Linked DNA regions of Gossypium arboreum: all the other regions are linked to region 3. A link is a contact called in public Hi-C data. All regions are on one chromosome and are shown on one strand. Each heading gives the region's core, a stretch centred on a gene start, on an enhancer-like site or on the middle of the called end of the contact. The rest is flanking DNA. Distances are from core to core; before and after follow the strand shown.

Evidence for each region. Hi-C and Micro-C count contacts between places; a contact is called where the count stands out from the background.
Region 1: a contact with region 3 is called in a Hi-C map of leaf, with 5 times the contacts expected there. The contact joins the promoter of LOC108460770 here to the promoter of LOC108486547 in region 3. A contact is called at or near these places in 3 of 5 Hi-C or Micro-C datasets (all in leaf).
Region 2: a Hi-C map of leaf shows a contact between it and region 3, with 2.8 times the contacts expected there. The contact joins the promoter of LOC108454513 here to the promoter of LOC108486547 in region 3. A contact is called at or near these places in 2 of 5 Hi-C or Micro-C datasets (both in leaf).

What each region holds. Positions count from the first base shown.
Region 1 is chr4:36,668,081-36,671,543 of ASM2569848v2, reverse strand. LOC108460770 (54S ribosomal protein L17, mitochondrial-like) reads right to left here and starts at 1,381. Exons shown (of 9, transcript XM_053027136.1): 1 at 806-1,381; 2 at 230-355.
Region 2 is chr4:36,894,333-36,897,563 of ASM2569848v2, reverse strand. It overlaps LOC108454513 (carbon catabolite repressor protein 4 homolog 1), which reads left to right and starts at 1,647. Exons shown (of 12, transcript XM_017753017.2): 1 at 1,647-2,276. The coding sequence starts at 2,119.
Region 3 is chr4:35,929,223-35,932,721 of ASM2569848v2, reverse strand. LOC108486547 (protein MAEA homolog) reads right to left here and starts at 2,144. Exons shown (of 7, transcript XM_017790662.2): 1 at 1,662-2,144; 2 at 737-931; 3 at 1-25. The coding sequence starts at 2,000.

The DNA.
Region 1 (3,463 bases), core at 132-2,631, 740 kb before region 3:
CAATCTGACTTATCAAAGTTATCGTGCATAGAGACTTTTAATGATACTTGATCATGCACAAGCACATGCATGTAAATAAAAAAGGAATAAAACAATCTATGGTTTATTGAGATTACTGAAATCAAAGTTCATAAATGGTCAATCTTTATTTCAAATGATACTTGGTCAAGCACAAGCACAAGCACAAGCACATGCATGCAAATAAAAACGGAATAAAAAAGGAACTCACTCTTGATGTTTACTTGTATAGAGACATATCAAAATTTGCAAAAGTATTGACAGATTAAACCATCTCGAGAAAAATCTTGAATATTCAAGCTTTTAATTGTGTATTTTTAGCATTTTCGCATCCCACCTGAGTATAGGGAAAACCAGTTTACTGAGTTTCTATTGACAAAATCTATGTTTCAGAAACTAAAATAATGTACCATGCAAAGATGTATGCCTTGGTATTATTAGCCTTTTTGCTCAGAAAATTAATAATTTTTTTAATTCATGGAAATATCTACAAGTTAGAAAGAACAAATTAACTAAAGACAGAGTAAAAAAGAACAAATCAAGCCCTTCGGCCCCTGCCTGCATATTTCAATTTAATATTGAATTCGATTCCACTCGAAAAATTCGAAAAAAAATCGAATTTCAAATTATTTGAATTGAGTTAATAGAATCAACTCGATTTTTAATCCGAAACAGTCATATAAAAGCTAAATCATGCAATTTATCTTTAAGTACACATTTTAAATCGTTCAAGTTTTTTACTGGTTTAATAATATATTAGATCATATCCAATTAAGCAGGCACTTACCGAAGAAAGTTGGTGATCCGATCAAGAGAGTAAAATGATCAGCTTCTAGTTTTGTTCGTTGAGTAATATCGTCGAGCACTTGGTGACCTGAAAAAAACGAACTGGAGAAAAAGAACTTAACAGAAAGGGCCTTGAATCCAAAATCAAATCGAATCGAAGGTTTTGAAAAAGGAGAAATAGAGGGGCGACTTAAAAGGGTTGACAGTTGGAGACAACCCTTGACGACGATTTGATGGCGATGAAAGCTCACGGCGGCTAGGGTTTCAAAACAAAAGAGAAGGCTCCTTCTCTTGGTTAGCTTTGCAGAAGGCTCAGTTTGACAGAGAAGTGAAAGATTTTGTTCATTTTTATTTACTTCACATTATATTTTACCTCGTTATGATAATATAAATAACTAAAATATAATCTGAATTAAACAAAAATAATTATTTTTAAATTTACCCTTTAATTTATCTTCATTTAAGTGAATAAAACGATAGAAAGGGAAAAGACCAAGATTTTAGAAGGTTCAGGAGCGGCCCAAATCTTGTAGTTTCTAATCAACGCGTTTCCAGTATGTGGGTATTATTTTCTTACTTTAACTTCATTGCCTTCATTTTTCTTTTTGGTAGATAAAAATTGAAAACAATTACAATATTATTCCAGTGTAAATATAAATAAACCGATCATCTAGCTGTAAATATTCCATGATCGCTTTTGGAGTTCCTAAACATTATCGGATCATAAAGGAAAATTTTTATCATTCCAGCCAACATATGTATAGTTATATTAACTTCCCTTGGAAATTGCTTTATTAATTTGTTTTTGTTAATGTTCTTGCCATTAATATTATCACCATTAGTGTCTATCATTATTATTATTATTATTATTATTATTATTTTGTGATCGGTAACTGTCCAACTTAATTTAAAAAATAAGCTTAAAATTTTATTTAAATCTAGCCTAAATTAAAATGCTAAATTGAATCGACTTGACATGTTCATATTAAATTTTTAAATTATTTTATATAAAAATTTAAAATATATAATATATCAATAAATTATAGTTTAAAAACATGTCAAATTCGAGATAACATAATATGGTAATCAACACATCACTATAATTTCTTCTAGATGTTATCGACATGTACCCAATGATCACATCAGTCTACTACATTAATTCATCTAAAAAGTGTTAAAACTTAGGTCATCGGGCTGGATCAAGTTTGGGCTAGATCCATACAATGTATTTAGATCAATTTTTTAATTCAAGTCTAATCGGTCTAGAAAATGGGCTTACATTTTTGTCCAAATCCGATTTGATTTAAAAAATGTAAACTCGAACCGATCCGGCTTGCTCATATTTGATTATTTTAGATTAGTTTTTATTTAAAAATATTTTTTAAAATATATATAATATACTAAATGCACTAAAAATGCTAAAATAAATGTTTTGTAACTCATTAAAAAATATTTATATTTTAAAAATATTAACATAAATATAATAAATGTTTTATTGTATTAAAATTAGGATTAACAATACTCATCATGTATCTAAATCTCAGTTCTTGAACTGTTCTAAATGAATGCTTGCCACACACAAGAAAAGTAGAAATAACTTGATGACACTCATCAGCATCAGCATCAAACTTATAGGTTTTTATAGATGAACCACCTCCTAAAGATGGTTGAGTGGCTATGGTGTATTGAATGAATGATGTCCTTATTAATTTTTTTCAAACAACTATTTAGATGACGTCTTAAATGAGAGGTTTCGCTAAAAAATTTAGAAAAAAAAATGATGTTGGAAAAATTGCATTTTATGGGAACTTTGAGGCATATTCTTAATAGGTAAAGGTGGAGAGTTGAATCATAAAATTATGGTTTCATATTTTACTCCATGAGACCTTTACAACGATACATCATATGCTCAAAATGGTTGAGTGGTGAATGAGAAATTGATGTTCAAAGTAAGCTATTTGGAAATATTTGTTGAAGAAAAGTAAAGGCTTGATCTCACATTAGTTAAATATCAAGTATGAGATGTGTTTATATATGGGAACCCTCTTAAAGGATGATTGAATGATTAAGCTTATAACCTTGCCTCGCACGTAAGGGGGTTGCAAGTCCAAACCAGTGGGGGTTGGAGTGCACCCACATGACGTGGGCGACTCGAAATGTTCGAACTAGCCTAAAGTGGGCCTACGAATATTTAGCCCAACACAAAATTATTTTTCTTAAGGACATTTATCTTATTTTTTTAATTCCAATCAATTTTATTTAATTTTTTAATCAAATTGATTTATTGGCTCCTTAATGGCAGATTTTGTGGAAATTTCCAAAATTCCAACATTCTCAATGCCTATAAAAGGCTAAGAATTCTGTAGAATTTTACACACTCTCAAATTCTCTTACACCGAAATTTTTTTCTCTAAAAAACTCTTCTTTTCTTCTTCGTATTTTTCAAACGTTTCGATGATAGAAAAAGACATCATTTGTTCGTTGATCGCTGCAAAGGTGCTGCTGCTTTGATCATTGTATTGTTGTATCCTGGGAGACATTCGACCAACGTTTCTCCAAGTACCGTGGGAGCGATCGAATCTGTCTTAAGAAAATTGTGTTTCATAAGTTTCAACGTTTAGTAATATATCTATTCTTCATTTTTATTTTTATTTTTGTT
Region 2 (3,231 bases), core at 398-2,897, 970 kb before region 3:
TTGATTTAATGTGTAATCATATAGGTGAATTTTAATTTGCGGGTCATGTAATTATACACGTAAAACTCTAATTGTGGTTCAAATGTATACTTGAAACTTTAATTTTGATTTAATTATACATATTTAAAAAATAGATACATCAATTTATTTTTAAATTAGATAAATATAATTATTTATGCATGCAATATATAAACATAAAATGATGTTATATCAATAATCGTATTAATAATTTACAAGAATTGGATCAAATCAAAATTTTATGTATAAAATTGCACAAAATTAAAGTTCATGTATACAATTGTACATTAAACCATAGTTTATGTATATTTTGGGATTTATCCTTATTGAATAGATGGTTTAACTAGTTAAATTGGGTGAATTGAAAATTGATAATGCAGTTGATTTAATCACCAATCGAATTCTTTTAAAATTAGTTGAATTTAATTAAATTATTTTTGTTGATTGAGTCTTAACTCGGTTGGCATCGTCATTGTTGCCGGTACAAGAGAAAATGAGTTTAAGCATATTGAAGCGCACTTATATTCCTATTTAAGGGCAGTGATTAAAGATGGCAAAAAAAATTGAATTTGATAGGTTTCGGCCCAACCCGATCCATGAGGGTCGGATTTTTTTTTTGAGAAATAGGATTCAGACGGGTGAAACTATAAAAATAGTCTGTCAAGAGAGGTAAATCCGCTTTGCCTTGCCCTGGGATATTTTCAAAAAATTGCCCCTAATATATACATATATTAAATATTTTCTTTCAATAAAATACATATATAAAAAAATATATTAATATTTAAGTTTAAATTAAAAAATTATTCTTATATGCTTCTAAATAAAAATAAAATAATTAAATTAATTTCAGGTTGGATCGAGATGCAGTTAGGCATTTTATTAAATTTTGAGTTTGGGTTTAGGGTGAGTTTTTTCTTAAGACTTGGGATTGGGTCGGGGCAAATTGGTCAAACTTCAAGTTGGGGTCGAGATAATTCATCTTGCCTCACACCGTTGCCATCACTTATTGGGGTAGGGTTACGGTAGAGGTATCCATGGGTTAGGTCGAGACCCGATTCCAAAAAACTTTTCAAGTCCAGACTCGTTTCCGCCAAGCTTGGTCTACTCAAAAGTCCATTTTACCATTTAAAAAATAATAAAATGATAAAAATTATATTTTAATTGATATTTTATATATTTTTATAATTAAATTTAAATTTAAAAATATTTTTCATTGTTGAAATTGAAATCAGGGCAAGTGGACCCAAGGTGTGAAAATATTTATTTAAACTTAATCCTAGTCGAGTGAGATTTATAGGACCTTTGGACAAGTCTAGACTAATGAGTAGTTTTTGAATTAAATTTTTTATTTAAATTTAAATTAATTTGAAAATTGAATACCAAAAGTACACCACACAAAAACTTAAACCGATTATCCTACCATATAAATTAATTAAATCGATTGGATTTACTTAGCACAATCAATTTATGGACTTTTTCACCTAAACTTTCCTTTAGATGAATAGACATCTGTTGCCTTAATTTTAATTTTTTTAAGAATAAATATTAAAGTTAAAATTACGTCAATTTTATATGGATATATCGCTGGAAAGATTACAAATGTATTAATTTTATCCTTGAAAAAATTATTTCTCTCTATAAATAATATACAGATATTTTAAATAAAGACTTTCCTTTTTCACGTCCTCTGTAAAACCCTAACTATCATTCGTTCTCCTCATTTCCCCCCTTTCTTTCTCTATATCTCTTCTTCGATTCATTCCTTCAATCATTCTCTATTTCAAAACCCTAAATACCGTTACAAGATCTGTTCTTGGTTCTTGCATGTTTATATTTGGGATTAATCAACAAGTCTTCTAGGGTTTGTTTAATCGGAAAAAAAGAAAGAAAAAAAAAAGGAGGACGATTGTCAAGGCTGGCGGGTTTTCGGGTCAAGTAAATGGCGGATACGCCTGGATTCCGCCTCGATGAGATTGCGCATCATTTCGAGGTCATTTCTTGCTCTGCTGCTCTTGCTAGTGTAGGATTGGATTTGATAGGTTTACCAAGTGGTGACCGTTGCGAACTGTGACCGACCAAGGAAGCCCGAGAAGTTAAAGCATGCTGAGCGTGCTACGTGTGCACCTCCCTTCTGATATACCAATTGTTGGCTGCGAGCTCACGCCTTACGTGCTCTTACGCCGACCTGACAAGACCGTTACAACCGATGATGTGCCTGAGTCGGCCCCTCTTGATGGCCACTTCTTGAGGTATAAGTGGTAAGTGTTTTTAAATCCGTTGAAGAATCTATCTTTTAGGTTTTTTATTGGTTGGTTGCGGGGGTTATGCCAATGGCTAGGCTAATTTCATTTAACTTTTCAAGTGGTATGAAATTTTTTATGTCTAATTAACAATTAAACTCTTTATTATTTATTTATTTATTTATTTATTTATTTATTTCTTGGTTTATGTATTTTGGTTAGTTGTCATGTTGGCCAATTGGATTTTGAGCTAGTTCTTTTGGGTGTGTTATTATTTGATTGCTTTTTACTAAATGTGTGAACTGCTTTTTGTAGGTGGCAAGTGTTTGCATTATAAGACAATTTCTTAGATTCTATGTTTCATTCCTTTTTCTTTTTTTACTTTTTGGTGTTTTGGTCTTTGTGTAGTTCTCATTTTGATCAATGGGGGTTTGAGTTTGGTTTTTGGGTTTGATATATATGACTGTTTTTAGTAAATACAGTATATGTGACATTGTCGAGTTTTTCCGTAAGGGATGCGTGGAATTGAGGTCTATAAGTTGAGTTTTTCTACCTGTGCATTTGGAGATAGTGTGGTTGCTTTTTACTGGATTGCAATCTGTTTTTGTTACTCCGTGTTCTGGATTATCTTGTTTGTTTAGTGATGTGTTTATTTTTTAAATTCTTGAAGTATCAAGAAGTAGTTTCTTGAGTCTGATTCTGGCATTGAGTTTCATGCCATTTTGTTTGGTTTTACTTGGATTTAGTTTTCGCTGCTTGAGTCAAGATTGTTGCAATTGAGCTCTTTGTCTCTTTATGCGTCATAGACAAAACTAGGTTCAATGAGCTAGAATCTTCCATAGAAGGCAATAATTTGTTTCCTTTGTTTTCATTCTTGTGGCCACCTGGCACCACTACTCCTATGAAAGCTCGTAAGAACGTTTCAACATAGACTGAGAGTAACTACACTTAATATTTGATCATAGGAAGAAAG
Region 3 (3,499 bases), core at 895-3,394:
GGAAAACATCAATATCGACAAGTTCCTGGCACAAAAACATTCAATTAAGTATAAGCATATTTGTAGGCAAATGGTGATGGAAAAGATAATTTTATTTATTTTTATATAAAGACATGTTTAATTCAAAGAAAACAGCAGAATCTTGGTTAAACCAAGCTAGTTCTCTAGAGAGGTTGCATGTGATGTGAAACTTATGAACAGCCGTAACTTCTAAATGTATGCCAAAACAAGCATAAAGCCTCTATTGGACCTCCACAGTTATACGAGGAATTAATTGGAAAATGTTGTGAAGATACAGGCAAAGATGACAAGAATGTTTTCAGTGATGAGCATTTAAGGAAAAAAAACTGTCCAGCCAAAGCTAGATAACTGCTGAATGACAAAACATTCTAATTCAAAAGGTTAAAACATGTATTAATATAAAGAAAATACAATGCCATCCTGATTCAATGTAATTCTGCTTGTTAGTCCTATCTTATTCTCTGATTATAAAAAAAGGCAGAGCATACTTTTAGTGGCTAACTCCATAGAAAACTTATGAAATTAGAATTGAGAATTCGTGCATACATTTCACCATGTTATTATCGCATTCAAGGTATTTAATTTATATAAATTTGATACCTTAATAATATATATATAGGTTTGGAGACATGGTATATGTTGTGTTACTGTTATTTCTTCATGTCAGGTCTAACATTGTCATGTCTATATGAAATGAAGCAAGCATGTAAAGTACCTGTATGTTGCTGCTTTCTGCCAGCTTCATTGCAGAGTCATAGTATGACATACGCGACATATAGTCCACAAGGATCCGCTTCAATCGCACATTATTCCATTCAGAAAGGTTCTCAGCATCAGCTGAATCTAAGTGATCAAGACGAGCACGACACCTATGAGCTTGCAAGTTCTCTGCATGACTCCCCTCTTCCAACTGGATGATAAAGAACATATAGACTTTAGTAGATCACTATGCATTAACGACTTAAGAAGGGCTACTCAGTACTTTGGATAATAAATTACTAAAACACAAAATACAATCCAGTTGCTCAGATAAGAAGAAAAATAAATCTACCGTGACTACTAAATACAGCGACCAACTAATCTGCAAAGGTTATACTTGTTAAATTGAATAAAAATTATTGAATTACGTAAAATGCCGATTGATAAACAGATATATGTATGCGCGCGTATGTAAAGCAAAAAAGTGAACAATATTGGCAGGGGTTTCTACAGACCATTACTTAATTTAGGTTAGACAGTTTTGCAATTAAACATAATTTATCCCCTAATCCAGTAAGATAAGATTCAAAACTCTTCAACTTATTCGATATTTCAACTTTCCATACAAATTGACGAGTTTTAGATTTATTCTTGCTTTAATTCTACAAATTCATATTATCAAATTTAAGTGAAATTGTCAAAATTTCAACTTTCATACAAGTCCAGCTCTTTTACATCGAATTAATTATTCTCTTCATTTTCATAAAAATTCATTAATTTTAGATCATATAAAAACATAGCCATTTTTCACTCAAAATATCCAAAACTACTTTCTGCCTTTTAGACCTCCAAAAGTTAAAAGGAACATAATTTTGCTAATTCCAATACAGATCACATTAAATTAACTTAAAAAGAAAGAAAGAAAAAATCTCTTCTTTTACCTTGCGCTTGATGCCTTGCAAACGGGAAACAAGGGAAGTGAGACTCAAAATGGCATCGTCTTTGGATATTTCGTCGGAGTCAGCCACGTCAGTGACGCTTGAAATAACGGCAGAGACTTCTTTCTCGACTGTTCGGTGATTGGTTCGGATTGTTTTCTTGAAATGTTCAAAAGGAACACGCAAGAATTGGTGCTCTAATTTTAACGATTCCGTCAGATGGCTCAATTTCGAGGACGGCGCCGTGTTCGATGCGACGGTAATTGCGGTTGTCGTTGCTGCGGTTTCGGGGCTTGTTGCGGCATTCGAACCGCTACCGTTTGGAAGTGGATCGATTTCCATTCGAAGGGGAAAGAAACCGGTTTGAGTTCAAGGAAGAGTGGAGACGAGAAGAAAGGAATGATTAGTAGCTTTCTTACGGTGATGTGGTGAAACGACAGCGTCTTTTACGATAGAGCAACTGGATCTGATTGTGGACCGAGCTTTGCCAAAAATTTTCTATGGGATAATTACAAATTAGCGGTTAACATTTACAATTTTTGTAAATTTAATTTTCATTTTTTTATTGAGTTAAATTTATCAAAATATTAACTAAACCATTAATTTTTAAGTATACGATGTTGACACATTGTTATTTCTCTTATATGTCATATTAACAAATAATATAAAAATATTTAAAAATAAAAATTTAAAATTTAAGAAAATTGTATGAAGTATACGCGGATTGCATTATAGGCTACCATGTTTAAAATTTTAATATTTTGGTTAGCATTTCTCCTAAAAAAACAACAATTTAGCTCTTTCGAAAAGATTGATAGCTTTTTAAAAAAATTGATAGTTAAATTCAACCATTTTTAAAAATATTGAAGGTTAAATTTAGCTTAAAAAAAACAAGGGCCAAATAGATAAAATTTATAAACATTAAGAGCTCATTTTGTCATTGTGCCTTTTTTCTACTAGTCTAATTACAAATTGAGGAAGTTATTAATCAACAAAGTTTGAATCTTAGTCATCGAGTGCCAACAAGAAGCCTTAATCCCTTCAACCAATGGTAAGTTTGGTTCCCTTCAACAAAATATTACGTTTCGTAATAAGATGACAAAAATGCAAGGTTACGAGTGGAATGTAAAATTAATTTACTTCGATTCATTTAGCTAGAATATAAGATTTAAATGTTTGGTTGATAAAATGTAATATTGTTATTATTATATAATTTTGTCTTTTACAATTTCATTTCTTTAACATTTTTAGTCTCAAAATTTTCATAGAAGTATAATAATTTAATAAATTCATTGTTATTGCACCTTAACTTTATCATATGAATTTAATTAAAAACTATTGAACTTTAAAATTATGACAAAATCACGCTTCAGCGTACATGTATTCAACAGAGAAAATTATAAAGATATATAACATGTGCAGTGTATTGCTGGTATAACAAGTCTACTTGTAATATTTATATAAAAAATACAATGAAACACCTTACAGAGTATCCTAATGATCGAATCCATAAGAGATCGATAAAAAAATTGAATTCACGGCAATAAGAATGCAAGCTAGAAAGTCTAAATAGTTAGTACTAAACAGCCTATAGTACAACAAAAAATAAATAGAATGTTTGAGGCTAAACTAATATCTAAGGACCTAATTGTAAAGATATCCAAATTTGTAAAAGAGATAATCAAGACAAAATGGTAGCTGGTTAATTTCCATGTTCATAATTAACTCTTAGATTAGGAAATTTAGTAGAATAATTTTCTAATCGAATTAGTTAATATCTCTCGATCTATAATTTACCCAATTTACATTTTAGTTCGATTTATCTCTTGATCTAACTTAAA